Linked DNA regions of Zea mays: region 2 is linked to region 1. Evidence: chromatin contacts called from public Hi-C data. All regions are on one chromosome and are shown on one strand. Each heading gives the region's core, a stretch centred on a gene start, on an enhancer-like site or on the middle of the called end of the contact. The rest is flanking DNA. Distances are from core to core; before and after follow the strand shown.

What was found. Hi-C and Micro-C count contacts between places; a contact is called where the count stands out from the background.
Region 2: a contact with region 1 is called in a Hi-C map of ear, with 2.4 times the contacts expected there. The contact joins the promoter of LOC100217097 here to the enhancer-like site in region 1. A contact is called at or near these places in 3 of 25 Hi-C or Micro-C datasets (ear, endosperm and tassel).

The regions. Positions count from the first base shown.
Region 1 is chr3:155,117,279-155,121,292 of Zm-B73-REFERENCE-NAM-5.0, forward strand. It overlaps the pseudogene LOC118476812. Among protein-coding and RNA genes, the nearest start is that of LOC103650776, 2.8 kb to the left of the region's middle. Within about 2 kb of position 2,008, at least 15 of the 20 cell types and tissues checked have an H3K27ac peak or open chromatin away from gene starts, as enhancers often do. A contact at or near this core is called in ear and tassel, where this site is marked.
Region 2 is chr3:155,925,767-155,929,780 of Zm-B73-REFERENCE-NAM-5.0, forward strand. It overlaps LOC100217097, which reads left to right and starts at 1,969. Exons shown (of 8, transcript NM_001143466.2): 1 at 1,969-2,341; 2 at 3,904-3,974. The coding sequence starts at 2,293.

The DNA.
Region 1 (4,014 bases), core at 758-3,257:
TATCCTCTTCTCTAAATCTCCCAAGAACATTGTTGTCCCATCTCTATAGCTCTCCGAGCACCTTTTTATGGATTTCCATCATACTCACCTCACCCAGTCACTCTCCCTTAAAGGTTGAAACTCCCATCCATGCCTACTCAGCTCGGGCGGCACACTCTTCCTCATCTAACCACATTGCTTCAAACTTGCGCACCACCATCCCTGGTTGCTCACACCATTTGGACTCCCTCTCCCCCCCAGCATCCACAACGGTGATCAGGGTGTCGAGGATCCCCATTTTCAACATGCACTAGGGGAAAATGACACTTCCATGCTTTAAATTATATATACTACATCTGAATGAAACACCTGCATTGTCAATTGTCGGCACCCCCAAAAAAAACTTATATATACATCTGAAAGAAGCGCATCCAGATACATCTTGGAGACAACAAAAACAAAAAATGCAGGCTCTATATAAGCAAATTGCCTTGACACTTTCAGCTAAACCAAACCAACCTCGATTTTGACCAGGATTCTGAAACCGGAAGGAAGCTGCATGACTGCTTCATGCGTGCTTGAACATCTTCATGCTGAGCCAGTGCAGGTAGACAACCACGATTATTACAGGAAGCATCAACGGCACAAGCAGACAGTAATACCTGCAGAATTACGAAGAAGGCGTGAATTTCTTGTATAATTTGCACGGGTTGTACGCTGTTGCACAAGGATCACCTAGTTTAGTGCATGCTTAACAAGCATCTCTCTTGGTTAGATGGCAGCCAGGAATCCATTTTGATGTGGCGGAAGCAACTTGGACACGACGGCAACGTAGAAGAAACACACGAACAATGTGATCCCAAAGGCAATGAACGCCGAGTCGATCAGCTAATCGGTAGAAAAATGCATCTCTGGATTTCCCAGTCTTGTCGGTCTCTAATGCGCAGACCCAGTGGGAGCGGACCCAGTAGTAAACCCTGAAGAAGAAGAAATCCAAGTTAACAGCTACCATGACTGGACTGAGTCAGATCCATTGGTTTGGGTTGGGACGGTCGGTTTCGAGCGGCAAAGAGAGGAGTGGGAAAGGGGTGGGCACACCCGGTGGGTGCTTGTAGTCGGCGAAGACCACGGCTGCGAGATGGAGGTGGCGGGCGCGGAGGCGGACTCAGATTTGCCGTTGCTGTAGCAGGGGAGGCGGTGGTGGTCGCCGAGGCTGTGGAAGGAAGACGCCGAGGCATTGGCCAGCAGCAGCGCGGCCGCAAAGTTTCCTCGGCACATGCACTCAATGGATTGACGGACTGTGAGGGATAAGGAAGGAGGAGTGACTGGCCGCGATACCATCCGAGGCTTGGCGGCGAGGCCCGAGGCCCGAGGGGGGCTACTACTAGGGGAGAGAGTGAGCCGCCGCCGCTTGGGCCTCCTCTCCATGGGCCATGGCCCAGACGGCCCCAAATCCACTCCTATACGTTGACAAGTGGATCAATGACTCGGGGACTAACAAGCCAATGCACTACCATCGACACATCAAGCGTCTTCCAACGAGACAGACCCACTTGGCTCTGAGGCTCCATGAGCTGTACTATGTGTACTATAGTACTCCGTAGTGATAAAAAAGAGAATAATTTGTTTATTTTTTCTAAAAAAAGAATAAACCGATCGACGGGGACTTTGAAAGCTGGTTGCCAAAAGGCTACGGTAATTGACTTGTACTACTATGTTTGTTTAAACGTTGTGGCAAGAGGCCACGCCACACGTGTGCAGAAGCTGAGGAAGAACATCTCCGCCTTGGCTGACTCCGAGGCACGGAGGCAGGCACTTGACCCAGTCACCCATCACCCGCCGTTGGTCCTCAGCGACCACCAACACCAGTGACCGACGACAGTCCACGCGCCTGGCTCCGTGAACCTGACGGGGTGCTGCGCTGTGGATCCACTGACCTCGCTCGCGCCCGGCGCCCCCACACGCCGACGATGGGTGCATGCAGTCCCCGTCGATTTCCGGGAAAGCCACGGGTTCTCTCTGACCCTGAGCAACCGAATCCAGCGGGCAGGTCGGGTGGCTCACCCATCTGCCTGCCCCTGCCCGGGTGCCCGCCCGCACCCAACACCAGCCAACCGGATCTCCTGTGGCATGGTCGCGTGGAATCGCCTCCTTGGCTAGGAGAACTGGCATTGTCCATGGAGCATATTATTTGAATCTCTAAAAAAATTGCGGATCTAAAGTTATAAATATTTTAAAATATATTTACATAAATCATTTTATTCGTTATTTAGAATAAAAATATATTTGAAACTAATCTAGAGCCACCACAATTACCCTCTAAAACTAGGTATATGATTTGCTAGCTATGTAGCACGAATACTGATACAATATCGGAACGATACAGATCGCGTATACGACTTTAAAAAATTGATAAGCAGGTTTGTTTTATTTTTTTAAAATACATAATTTATAATATATCGTTGGTGTTTTGAACTAGCTCCGATAAATAATTTATCTATGCGCTATTAGGGGTCTTCTTTTTCTGAAAGTTCTCAAAACACTAAGTTGACATTTGTTTCCTAGCCTATTTTAAATATTATAGGTATCATACCGAAAGCATCTCCAGATGAAACAACCATAAACTCGGGTATGAAGTCCACAAGCTTCGGGATAGTAATGCATATGTGCAATCGACGAAGCTGGATGAAGCTACGAGAAGTTTTCAAGAGTTTGCTCACCGGGATAGCATGGGAAAAATGCAGCATTACCCTCATTAAGTTTAACAGTTCAAATGTATAGGCTTGAGGTCATGAATGTAATTCTACTGAAGTTGTACCTCGAGCATATAAATAGAGGAACAATGACATACATTAGAGACATTTGCTGGATGGGAAAAAGCAAATAACTCCACCTTCAAAGTTGTATTTCCTCCTTCTCCTTGTAAGCCTCGAGAGCCGAAGATATGAATGTAATCTCTAGTTCCAATTATGTGGCTTATGATCATATCTCATGTAATTTGCTTTGTATTTATCCTCATGCTTTCTTCATTCAATTTAGTGCTTTCTTCATTCACTTTAATCCCATCTTCATTTTTGCTTAACCTTCTTCCCAAAGAAGGATGGGCTAAAAGATGAAGATGAAGCTTAATCTTACTATGTTGCCTTGTTTTTTATACTTGAAGGAATCAAGAACAAGTGGTCAACATTGGCGCCCACCTCCGGTGAACTCACAAGGACCACGACAAGCTTCATCATGTCGCTGAAGAAGACGACAACAACCGATGTTGTCCTCACTCCTTTGGATCCCAACCAAGGATAAGAAGAACTCCTTCGAGAGGCATGGAACCAGAAGAGGAAGGCCATCAGCCCGACACCACAAGATGGTGTGCTTGATCGGGAGATCCACAACCTCGAAACCATCATGCAACAAGTTGAAAAATAAAAAGAGAAGATGATTCTGCTCTCTGAGCTTCAGAAGCAGATTGATCAAGCAATTGAGCAACATCACACAGGGCACAAATCAACAAGAGCACCAGTACCATTGCAGAGACCTTCGGCATGAGGGTCACACTCATAATGACCTTCGGTATGAAGCCTTCAACTATGATGGTTTTATCTACGATGATGCTCCCCTTGGCTGTAGAGATGTAGGAAATGCCTTGGCCACCTTCGTACAAACCACCTCAAATGCCAATGTACGATGTGCATTCAAACCCAAAACAATTCTTGATGAGCTATGAAGCTACAATATCCTCGTATGGCGGCAACACAACAGTGATGGCCAAATCCTTTGTCATGGTGGTTAGGAGCGTCACCCAAACATGGTATTCTTCCCTTCGGCTAGGTAAAGTGACCTCGTGGTAGAAGCTGAAGGACATGTTAATCACAAGATTCCAAGGATTCCAAACAAAGCCAATCATGGCTTAGGCCCTATTTCAGTGCACACAAGACCATGATGAATATCTACATGCCTTTGTCCAAAGGTTCCTTCAGCTGCGAGCTCAAGCGCCGACAGTCCTAAATGAGATAGTCACTAAATCTATGATCAAAGGGC
Region 2 (4,014 bases), core at 719-3,218, 810 kb after region 1:
AAATATTAGGTGAGGTGAGTGGTTGCACATTTGGTTTTCCTTTTAATCTCTTTATTAAAAAGGCCCGGGGCTGCAATCTTTTATATATATACTTATATACATACCCTAAAGTCTGAAAGCGTTTGTTGGACCACTTTTTCTTTTAAAAAAAAATACGATACATAGCATGAGCACAAAAGCCAAATAAGTATATACATACAGAGAGAGAAAGGACGTACTAACCCTCCTTATATTGCCAAACAGCTGTTTACGTGCAAAGGCGATCGACTCAACAATAATATCTAGCACTGGCTTTTGGCAAAAGAAGTGCTTTACTACAATTTAAACAACTCTTAATCATGAACCCGTGCCATTACATCATTGGATTAATTAAACTAAATAAAGAGAGTGCACGAGGACAAATGTAGGTTTCTTCCGCTCTTCCCTATACTACGGCTTGCTCCACACCAAGATGGTGGCTGTCAATCATCAAAGTTGCTAAACCAAATCACATCATCTTACTTCTAATAAAGAATTACTAATTGTCTGCTGTAAATTAATATATATAAGATGAACCGACTTGAACCAGAGAAAACTGGTGTACTAACCTACTTTTAGATCAGAATCACAATGCCAAACTGTTTTATTACCGACCCAGTTCTGAATCAAAACTGCTTGATGCACTCTTCAAGCAAGAACCAGAGATTGTTGAACAAAACTTTTTAAGAACCAGCGCGCGGGGTGGTGAGAGATTGATGTTAGATGCATCGTTATTTTTTTTTCTTTTCTTCCTAATGATAAAAAGGACACGAACCAGTGGCACATATCTCGTTTTTTGCCAATGGAATTGGCGGGTGGATGATTTTCGAGACTATTCCTCCCCTGTTGCTACATTTATGGAGAAAATAGATTCAGATAAGAACTTTGTAAAGTTTAGAAACTTGATTTAAGGAGTTTTTTTGTTAATGTTTCTCTAAACCAAAATATAGGACATGTTTTTCTGGGACTAGTGGAGATGCCTTAGGGCATGTACAGTGGAGAGACACCAAAACGGTTCTCCAAGCAGAGGAGACAACTAAGAGACTCTATTGTACAATGGAGTGTCTATAAACGTAGTCTATTAATAAATACAGAATTAAATGTATTTGTATAGCATCAGATCGATAGAACAGACGACAAATTCGTACAGTAGGAAGTGAGGCGTCTGTTGTTACTTGGTTTACGAGCCAGAGGCGTCTCTTCACGGAGAGACGGCTCTAAGATTTTTTTGCAAATAACCCTCTAAAACACCTTAAGAGCCCCCACATTAAACACCACTGTACATGCCCTTAGATGCTCGCCCTTGCACGTTGACACGTCGCTACCCCATTTACCTGTGCCAAGTGCCAACTGCCAACACAGATAACTTGACACAGTAATAAAACAACAAGAAACGAAGATCACCACCACCGGAGCAAGCACGCGGCCAAATCAAATCAAAGCAAAGCCGCAGCTTCCGCAAATCCGAACCGGCCAGCTCTCCTTTGCAGACGTGCAGCATCCGGGCTGACGGTGACCAGCCAACCCGGTGCGCGCGTCCAGCCTCCACTCTCCAGGTGGCGCCGCCCTACTGGACCCACCGTACCGTTTGCGTTTGACGAGCACGAATCCCCCGTCCCCGCACTGGTATGCTTTGCTCCTCCAGCCGACACGGCGGTGAAGGCGGCGTGGTCCACCTGGCAGCCTTCGCTTCAGAAACCCACCCCCAATCTATCGCGGATTTACGAACGAGGGCTACTTCCGTCGTGAGCAAGTGAAGGGTGTGTCACTGCGGTGGACGTGGACTGGTGGGAGTAGTGCGTACTGCGTAGGGACCAATCTGCAAAAGGTTCTGTCAGCTGGACCCCACACCGCGAAAAAGGAGGCCCCACACAGCCAGGCCCAGACCTGGGATACGCTCCGCGTCCCCTAGGTACTCCCAACTCCCTCCCAAACCCCGTCCAGCCCAGCCGTCCCACCACTTCGTCAAAATCGGCGCGGTGCGACGAGAGCGACCGCCTTCCGCCCTTTCCTTCTTCCCTCCCGTCGTCTTCACTCCGACGCCTCCCCTGCCGCTACCGCTATTGCCTATTGGGAGGGCGGTCCCTGTCGCGCGCGACGCCGAGGCTTCGTGACGGGGACACGCTGCTAATTTGTAGCGCACCACACGCCGGCTCGGCCTCGGTTGCGCCTCGCCTCGCATCGCATCGCCTCGCCACGCCACGCCAGGGGATTACTGGCGGGCAGCGCTCGTGCTTGTTGTGCAGCCGGTGCGTCTGCTCGTGGCCTGCGGCGATGGGGCAGGACCTCGTCGAGATCCACCCGCGCGAGCTCCAGTTCACATGTAAGTCCCCGCGCCCGCTCGCCTGGCCTCATCTGCCCACGCCGACGAACCGCACATGACGCTGCCGCCGGCGCCGTGCTTGGCTTGCGGGGCGTGCCTGTCTGCTTCGCTTCCGTCTTCCGTTGGCTTTGCTCACGTTTTCTCCCCCTGTCGCGGATCGTCCGTGTGTGTGTGTGTGTGGCGCCAAGGTTTATGCATGACGCTGTCTGATGATTCGAGTTTTTTTTTTTTGCGGATTTGATGGTTTCCTGCGCGTGCGTTGAATTGATGATCATAGGCGCGGAGTGAACTAGTACTGTTGCGTTTGCTTTGGGGGATCGGTTTCCGAACCTGCGATGTACTCGATGGAGTAGGAGCCAAGCTAAAACCCCATCGTGAATCCGGGACGCAAACGGTTTCGTCCACCTTGCTTTCTCAGACTCGGTTGTAACGGTTCCATGAACTTTAGAGGATCACCTCGCAGAATCTCTCTCTCGGCAGATTTTCGAGGATCCAGACCCAAATCGAGGCAACAAGCCTAGCCTTTACTTTGTCAGTAATGTGTGGCAGTGCCGACTGTAGAGCCTGTATCTTTTCTTCCACCCCACTACTTTAGTTGGTTGCTTCCATTCTGTTCGTTTGGTCACATACAGGTAGGCTTTGTGGTGCGAGTGGTTGTAAAAGTCCGGTGGCTGCTGCTGCTGGTGGGGCGTGTGTCAGCGTGTTAGGGAAGCATGGAAGGACCTGCTTGGATGTTGGCTCTTGTTAACATGAATGAAAGCGCACTAACGGCTCACACTACGCCTGATATTAATTTGTGTTGAGAGAAGGGCCTTGATGACAGGAAAAGTGTGGTAAGCTTTATTATGAACATGATACATTATTTGGTATCCCTAAACTACAAATGTGTTGCGTTGCGCTTGGGCCGGACCTGGATCAGAGTACAATCATAGCTGTAACTGATTCTGTCTCAAAAAGGTTGGGTTGCACTATTATGTGAAAAATAGAAAAAGACACAATGAGTATGCTAAAAGTAATAGTTGAGGAACCTGTAGTGAAATGGTATGTTACTGATCGATCTATAAGAAAGTGCACTTGAGTTTTTTTATTTTTCCCATCACTATTTTTGCTCTGGCCTTTGTGAATACAGGTAACACATTAGTCAAACATCTGCGTTATCAAATGGACTTTGTGACTCTCACAGGAAAAATCTAACTGTCTCTCGCAGATACCTAACCTATCGTGTTGAAACATTAAGGGCTATTTTGTGAGTCCAAAAACCGGAGTGGATTGGAGGGGCTAAAATTCTTAGCCCCTCCAATCCACTCCGGTTTTTGGACTCACAAAATAGACCTAAAATTGTTCGGCTGGTCAGCTTGGTTATTGTACTGAACTCAGCATTCTTTTTTTGAAACATTTCTGCATTTCTACATCTTTGTTCTGGACTTCTAATCGTGCTTTAAAATGCATTAGTTTGTTTTCACTAGTTTTGCCATTTCATTTCAAACCGTGGCCTCTGTATTTGTTTTTTTATTTTTAAATGTAAATCTGACCCAGTTTTCCCAACTCTGTGTTGTTTTCAGTTGAGGTGAAGAAACAAAGTTCATGTGTTGTCTGCCTAACCAACAAGTCCAACGAATATGTTGCTTTTAAGGTTTGTCAACAACCTTGACTTACCATCTTAAACGTCTTGT